Regions from separate parts of the Mus musculus genome. Here region 2 is linked to region 1. A link is a contact called in public HiChIP or PLAC-seq data. All regions are on one chromosome and are shown on one strand. Each heading gives the region's core, a stretch centred on a gene start, on an enhancer-like site or on the middle of the called end of the contact. The rest is flanking DNA. Distances are from core to core; before and after follow the strand shown. Region 1 has its middle 4.3 kb from the start of Gm52179. Region 2 overlaps L3mbtl2 (L3MBTL2 polycomb repressive complex 1 subunit).

Region 1 (3,454 bases), core at 711-3,210:
TCTCTCTCTCTCTCTCTCTCTCTCTCTCTCTCTCTCTCTCTTTCTTTTCATTTTTTTCTTTTCTTTTTTCTTTTTTTGAGACAGGGTTTCTCTTATGTATCCCTGGCTATCCTGGAACTAACTCTGTAGACTAGACTGGCCTCAAACTCAAAAGTCTGCCTGCCTCTCCTGCCTCCTGCCTCCTGCCTCCTGCCTCCTGCCTCCTGCCTCCTGCCTCCTGCCTCCTGCCTCCTGCCTCCTGCCTCCTGCCTCCTGCCTCCTGCCTCCTGCCTCCTGCCTCCTGCCTCCTGCCTCCTGCCTCCTGCCTCCTGCCTCCTGCCTCCTGCCTCCTGCCTCCTGCCTCCTGCCTCCTGCCTCCTGCCTCCTGCCTCCTGCCTCCTGATCCTGCCTCCTGCCTCCTGCCTCCTGCCTCCTGCCTCCTGCCTCCTGCCTCCTGCCTCCTGCCTCCTGCCTCCTGCCTCCTGCCTCCTGCCTCCTGCCTCCTGCCTCCTGCCTCCTGCCTCCTGCCTCTGCCTCGAGTGCTGGGATTAAAGGCATATACCACCACTGCCTGTACAGTGAACAGGCTGTTTCCCAGAAAATCATTTGCATCCAGTTGGTGTTTCTTGTGACCCCTCTCCTGAGAAGGACCAAGGACATGCACAACATTTGGAAGTACATATGACTTTTATTTCATTTTCACAGACACTTCCCTTATAGAGACATTCTTCTGCCTCCAACTTCTTTCATTTCCTAGTACATCTTGGAAACTGTTTCACATGAGCAACCTAAATTGTTCATCTTTCCCCTTAATAACTGCCTAACACTCCATCGGACATTTGTCCAATAATGTATTTGAGGGACATCTATACTATTCCTAATTTCTAGTATTATACATAATATTATTAGGACCTTGAATGACATTTTAGCAACTTGACTCAACCTAAGAAGTCTAATGAGCAATGGTTGTTTTATCTATTGGTCATCTTTGGATGGACCCATGAAAGAATTCCTCCCAAATTTCAATACAAAGGCAAGATGGTGCTTCCCCCGTGACACTACAGTTTTTTTTTCGTTTATGTATTCTACATTTCCTGTGTTCGAATGTTCGTGTTTTGCTTTGGATTGCTGGGGTTTCCAAAGCCAAGTTTATGGATCACATTAACAACTGTGCAGGGCAGCTTACTGCATGGTTATGAGCTTCGTTATTTCCCTCCTCTGAATTCCTCTTCCCGTTTCTAATGATACCTATTTCATTCCTTGATATTATATATATATATATATATATATATATATATTTGTAAGCCACCTCAAACATTTGTATAACGGAGCAGGTAGAAATATATATGTGCATGAAAATGTCCCCTACCCCCATCCCAGTGCATGAGTAAACCATGAATACGTAGCAATGTCCATGGAGATGAATTGGACCTTTCTTCTGCCCAGGTGAAGTGGAACACCCAGTGCCCGCTTCCCTCCATCTTTTGTAGGATCCTTTGGTACCCGGTGCAGCCTGCCCAGGGGGTGGGGGTGGGGTGCTAGTTTCTGATAACTTCCGCTCCACCCTAATGCTTCCTGCCACATACAAGGTTAAGGGAAACACTGATCTGGAATCCCACAGACTGAAAAACCTATTACAAGAGCTGGGATAAAGGGGAAGAAAAGTGCAGGTGCCGAAGGCACGCTGAGGTGGCACATGGCGAGACAGAGCAGAGCAGAAGGAGCAAAGAATTCCTGGGGTGCCCTGTCACTAACCCCAATCCCACATTCAGCTGCACACCCCCGCCAGTCATTCCAAGCCACCCACCAGCGTTCTTTCGCCTCAGTAGGAGAAAGCAATTTGCATCCAACCAGCAGGATTAAGATAGATGGAGAGAGCTAGCTTTCTCATCTCACAAACCAGTTTCATCTCACGGAGGCCGCTGCGCACAAGGCAGTGGGGGTGGTTTCGTTGTAATGTGGCCTCTGCCGGCTGAGTTCCATATTTGTGGTTCATCTGCCTTAGAGGTGCCAAGTGAGTAAGCAGCTGGACATGCTGCAGTCTGGGGACTGAAGACACTTAAGCTTGACCCGGCTGGCTGCCAGGTCCTGCACAGGGCGGCTGTTTAAAGCCGGGGAGGCAGGCATGGCTCTGTTTTGCAATTATCTGGGGTGGACATGGGGCATCTGGGCATTTAGTTTGAAGAGTGCTATGGGAAATGGGATGCAGGACTCAGCATCCTGAGCCCTGCTTTGTCCCTGGGTTTCTCCCAGCATGGAGAACTCTAGGAAAGGGCAGAGCAGGATGTAGGATTCTTTCTACATTCATAGTTTGAGCTGAGAGCTCTCCAAGTCTCTACCTTTACCTACAGGGCGAGCATTCGCATTCGTAGGCTCACAGAACCATTAAAAAAGATTAAATAGTGATGTGTGTACTTTCAAAGCTCTTCCCATGTCCCAGGCATGATGCAAATGCTTGGCATACAGTAATAATGTATGTGTTGAGACATGTGAACATATGAGGAATCTTCACACCACCTTTACTAGTTATTGTCTGTGTTTTTCAGAGGAGGAAACTGAGGCCCAGAAACTGAAAGTAAGATGCACCTGTGCACAAAATTGGAATCAAATCCAAGTATCTCAGTGCCAAGAGTCAGGACCCTGGACGAATCTGCCTCAAGCCATGTCTGACACAGGAAGGCATACATCAAAGGTAAATCATTGTCACGGGCCTATGGATCACAGACTCTGGCTTTACTTGAGAGATGAGTTTTATACAGCCTGGTTCTACAGCAGCCCTGCCCTCCCTCAGTTTCCCTTCTTTTTTAAATCTTTGTTTATTTATTATATGTAAGTCTGCTGTAGCTGTTTTCAGAGACACCAGAAGAGGGCATCCCATCTCATTACAGATGGTTGTGAGTCACCATGTGGTTGTTGGGATTTGAACTCAGGACCTTCAGAAGAGCAGTCAGTGCTCTTAACCACTGAGCCATCTCTCCAGCCCCTCAATTTCCCTTCTTTTTGGGGGGGGGCGTGTTTCGAGACAGGGTTTCTCTGTGTAGTCCTGGTTGTCCTGGAACTCACTTTGTAGGCCAGGCTGGCCTCGAACTCAGAAATCCACCTGTCTCTGCCTCCCGAGTGCTGGGATTAAAGGCGTGCGCCATCACCGCCCGGCTTCAATTTCCCTTCTTGACACTCCCAGTGTGACTCTGCCCATGCACTGAGTACCATGGCCTGGGAAACAGTGCTCTGTTCTCAGCTATGTCTTTTCTACCTACCCAGCCCCTCCTTCTCAGTACTTACATTGCTCTTCATGGAAGGTAGGTGCTTGGTGTTTACCTAAGAGTTATTCTTCTGTGTTGAAGAGATGGATCAGCAGTTAAGAGCACAGACTGCTTTTCCAGAGGACCCAAGTTTTATCTCCAGCACCCACATGGTGGCTCACAACCATCTATAACTCCAGTTCCAGGGAACCTAATATTGTCTTCTGCCCTCC
Region 2 (3,454 bases), core at 252-2,751, 410 kb before region 1:
CTCAGGTCTTCTCATCTACGGTTCCCACGAACACACCCTCGGTCAGGTAAAGCAGCTTTCTAAGCTTTTGCTGTTTTATAAAAGAGGATCTCATTACAGAGTCCCTGCCTGCTTACAACTCCTTATGTAGACCACACTGGCCTTAAACACACAGAGACCCATCTGCCTCTACATTTCAAGTCCTGGAATTAAAGGCCTGTGCCACCATGGCCAGCCAAAGCAGCTTTCTCTGGCTGAACTGCTATGTCCATACAGATGGTTGAGTAGCCCCAGTTCAGATGGGGGCTGTTTTTATCACTATTTGTGTGCACGACTCTTACTTCTCCTACCAGGTTGGAGAATCTAGGCAGATATATATTTTCTTTCCTTGTATTCCCACAGTGCTGTTTTTAACTCCTGCTTATCCATGTGTATCTGCCCTCGTGTATGTGTGTGTGTGTGTGTGTGTGTGTGTGTGTGTGTGTACCTGTAGAGGTGAGATGAGGTGTTAGATCCCCTGGAGCTGGAGTTACAATTTTGAGCTGCCTGATGTGGTGCTGGGAACTGAACTTGGATCCTCAAACCGACCTGGACTCATAATACAGACTCAGTGTAAGATCCACTTGCCTTGGCCTCTCGAGTGCTGGGGTTAAAGGCATGTGCCACCACGGCCAGCCTATGGTGCTGTCTCTTACCAGCACATAATACCATCTCTGAGTGATTACTCTGCGTTGCCCAACTCTGTTTTATGCCAACTGGACACAAGCTAAATGCATTTAGAAGAGGGAAACTCAATGGGGAAAATGCCCCAGCAGACTGGGCTGTGGGCAAGTCTATGGTGCGGTTTTCTTTATTGATGATTGATAGGGAGGGCCCAGCCCGTTGTGAGCAGTGCCACCCCTGAGCTGGTGTTCCTGGATGCTACAAGAAAGCAGGCTAAAGTCGTGCAGTGGTGGCACATCTCTTTATCCCAGCACTCAGGAGGCAGAGGAAGAAAGATCTACAGTTCTGAGGTCAACAGAGTAAATTCTAGGACAGTCAGGGCTACACAGAGAGACCCTATCTTGGACAAACAAATGAGTAAGTAAGCAATCAGACTGAGAGAACCGTAAGGGAGTGAGCCAGCACATAGTTATCCACCATGGCCTCGACTTCAGTTCAGGCCTCTGGGTTCCTTCCTGAACTCCTGCCCTGATCTCTTGGATGTGGAAGTATAAGCAGAATTAGCCGTTTCCTCTCATGGTTGCTTTGTGGTTAGGGTTTTATCACAGCAATGGGAACCTCAGATACATTGAAAATGCAAGGGCAAGAATCTGGGATGTTAAATCCCAAAGGCCAACAAAGCAACATAGTTGATATGCTGTACCAGGGTCTTGGCAGGGAGGCAGGTGGCCAGCAACTGCAGCAGCACTGGGCTGAAGGCTGCCCAAGACGTCTCAGAAGAGTATTTTGATGGGGAACGAGGGGCTGTACACATAGTGCTAGTGTATGGAAATCCCTAGGTCCCACCCCCAGAATCATAAAAACAAAACAAATGCCTGAATCATATGAAGGATGGAAAAACTGACCGATGGAAGTGGGAGGAGGGAGGGAGGGAGGGAATGAGCTGGGAACCCAGCCAGACCTTGATATGGAAGTCTGCAGGAAGTGTCCTGGAACCCACCAACCGCTTCATGAGGTAGCTCTTCCAGTCAGTAAACTTGGCATGGATGGCTGCAGAGACACCGGCAGAGACTGTTGACACAGACTGATCACACCTTCACCAACCCAGAGATCAGCTACACAGACATAACTATTAAGTTCTGCAACTTCAGGCCAGTGATGACATCATCTTATAAAACCAGCCTCTGGGAGCCAGAGAGACAACTCCCTGGTTAGATGCACTGGCTGCTCTCCCAGAGGACAAGGGTTCTGTTCCCAGCACCCACATGGTGATTCACAACATCTCTAACCCCAGTTCCAGAGGATCTAACACTCTTCTGACCTTCTAGCACACACAGTGAACAGACATTCACTACTCAGGCACACAATACCAACAAACAGGCTCTATAAATGCAAACTGTCCAGGGACTTCTAGACTGGGTAGGGAAGGCTTCTGCCCAGAGCCCTACAGGAGCCAGGATGGGAGCTTTCTCCTGAACTCACTCCGTGGAGGTACCAGGATCTTGCTGTTGATGGCACACCACCCAATGGGGTGGACATCCACAGTTCCCAAGTTGCACCAGAAGTCATGACTGGCGTCATTTTCAAAGCCTTCATATCGGAGCAGCACCCGGTACCCTGAAAGGACAAGGGACTTGTGATGTGGGGAAGGCATGGGACCTGTGACATCGGGAAGGCAGGTTCTCAGACTTTCTTCCTTCTCTAGCACCAGCCAGACTTCCTACTTCCTATCCAGGAACTCCTTCCAGGCTAGTGGGGTCCCCGACATACAGAACAAAACAATATCCACGCTGCACTCTTAGAAAGCATCCTGAGCTGGCGATTGCTCCTATGCCCTCATCATCCCCAGAATAAACCTTATAAAAAAAAAATCTAGGTGGTGGTGGTGCACACCTTTAATCCTAGCACTCAGGAGGCATAGGCAGGCAGATCTCTGAGTTTGAGGCCAGCCTATTCTAGACAGTGAGTTTCAGGACAGCAAGGGCTACACAGAGAAACCCTGTCTCAAAAAAACCAAAACCACCAACTAAACATTTAAAATACGTAACAAAACAAAACTAACTTTCAAGATTTAGCCCTGTGTTCTCATCTAAAGGAGGAACATCCCTAAGAAGGGGAGAGAAAGCTCATGGGTGACATTTTGATTTATGAAACCCATTTCACCCTCTAACACTAACCACCTACTAGATACGACACATGGCAAACAAATTTCAGACCCTGCCGTGGCCAGAACAGCACCCACCAGCTGCCTGGATGACAGTGGCGATCCAGTACACCCGGCTGGGGAGCACAGCATCGCTGTTGAGCACTTCCACCTTCATCCCCTTCATGACGTCTTCCCACTGGTCATAGAGGGGTACCTGTGATGATGAGAGCATTGGTGGGCTGAGAAAAGTGAGCCCCATGGGCCTGGGCCCACTGTCCTCTGACCCTCACCCCACATCATGCATGGTGCAGAAAACTAGGAATAGAGAGATAAATGGGGCATGCCCAGTGTCCAGAAACATGGAAGCACCATCAGGGAGGGCCAGAGACACAGACCTGCTTCTCATCAGTGCAGGGCCAGCTCCTGACTATCAGTGTGGACACTGTGGTGCACCTGGGTATCTGTCGTTTGGCCAGCTGTACCAGTGACTCAGCACAGACATTACCTCCCTAATACCATTCCACCTGGGCTGGCAGAGCTGGCAGAGCACACCCACAGCCTACCCCGTCCCTTCCTACTGGGTGGCTTCTCCGACCTTCCCAATGCTTAATCCTTGATTTGCTGCCAATGAGAACCTGATGCTCCTTTAGGAAAAGCATCTTCTTT

The links. HiChIP or PLAC-seq counts read pairs in DNA pulled down with a chosen protein or histone mark.
Region 2: a FOXA1 HiChIP or PLAC-seq map of pancreatic cancer cells shows a contact between it and region 1. The contact joins two enhancer-like sites. A contact is called at or near these places in 3 of 39 promoter capture datasets (the 3T3-L1 cell line, cranial neural crest and stem cell-derived epiblast-like cells) and 1 of 115 datasets of contacts at active chromatin or transcription factors (pancreatic cancer cells).

The regions. Positions count from the first base shown.
Region 1 is chr15:81,263,102-81,266,555 of GRCm38.p6, reverse strand. No RefSeq gene overlaps it. Among named protein-coding and RNA genes, the nearest start is that of Gm52179, 4.3 kb to the right of the region's middle. Within about 2 kb of position 1,960, at least 59 of the 459 cell types and tissues checked have an H3K27ac peak or open chromatin away from gene starts, as enhancers often do. A contact at or near this core is called in pancreatic cancer cells, where this site is marked.
Region 2 is chr15:81,675,063-81,678,516 of GRCm38.p6, reverse strand. L3mbtl2 (L3MBTL2 polycomb repressive complex 1 subunit) reads right to left here. Exons shown (of 17, transcript NM_145993.5): 6 at 2,885-3,002; 7 at 2,125-2,259; 8 at 1,604-1,692. Among named protein-coding and RNA genes, the nearest start is that of L3mbtl2, 13 kb to the right of the region's middle. Within about 2 kb of position 1,501, at least 8 of the 459 cell types and tissues checked have an H3K27ac peak or open chromatin away from gene starts, as enhancers often do. A contact at or near this core is called in pancreatic cancer cells, where this site is marked.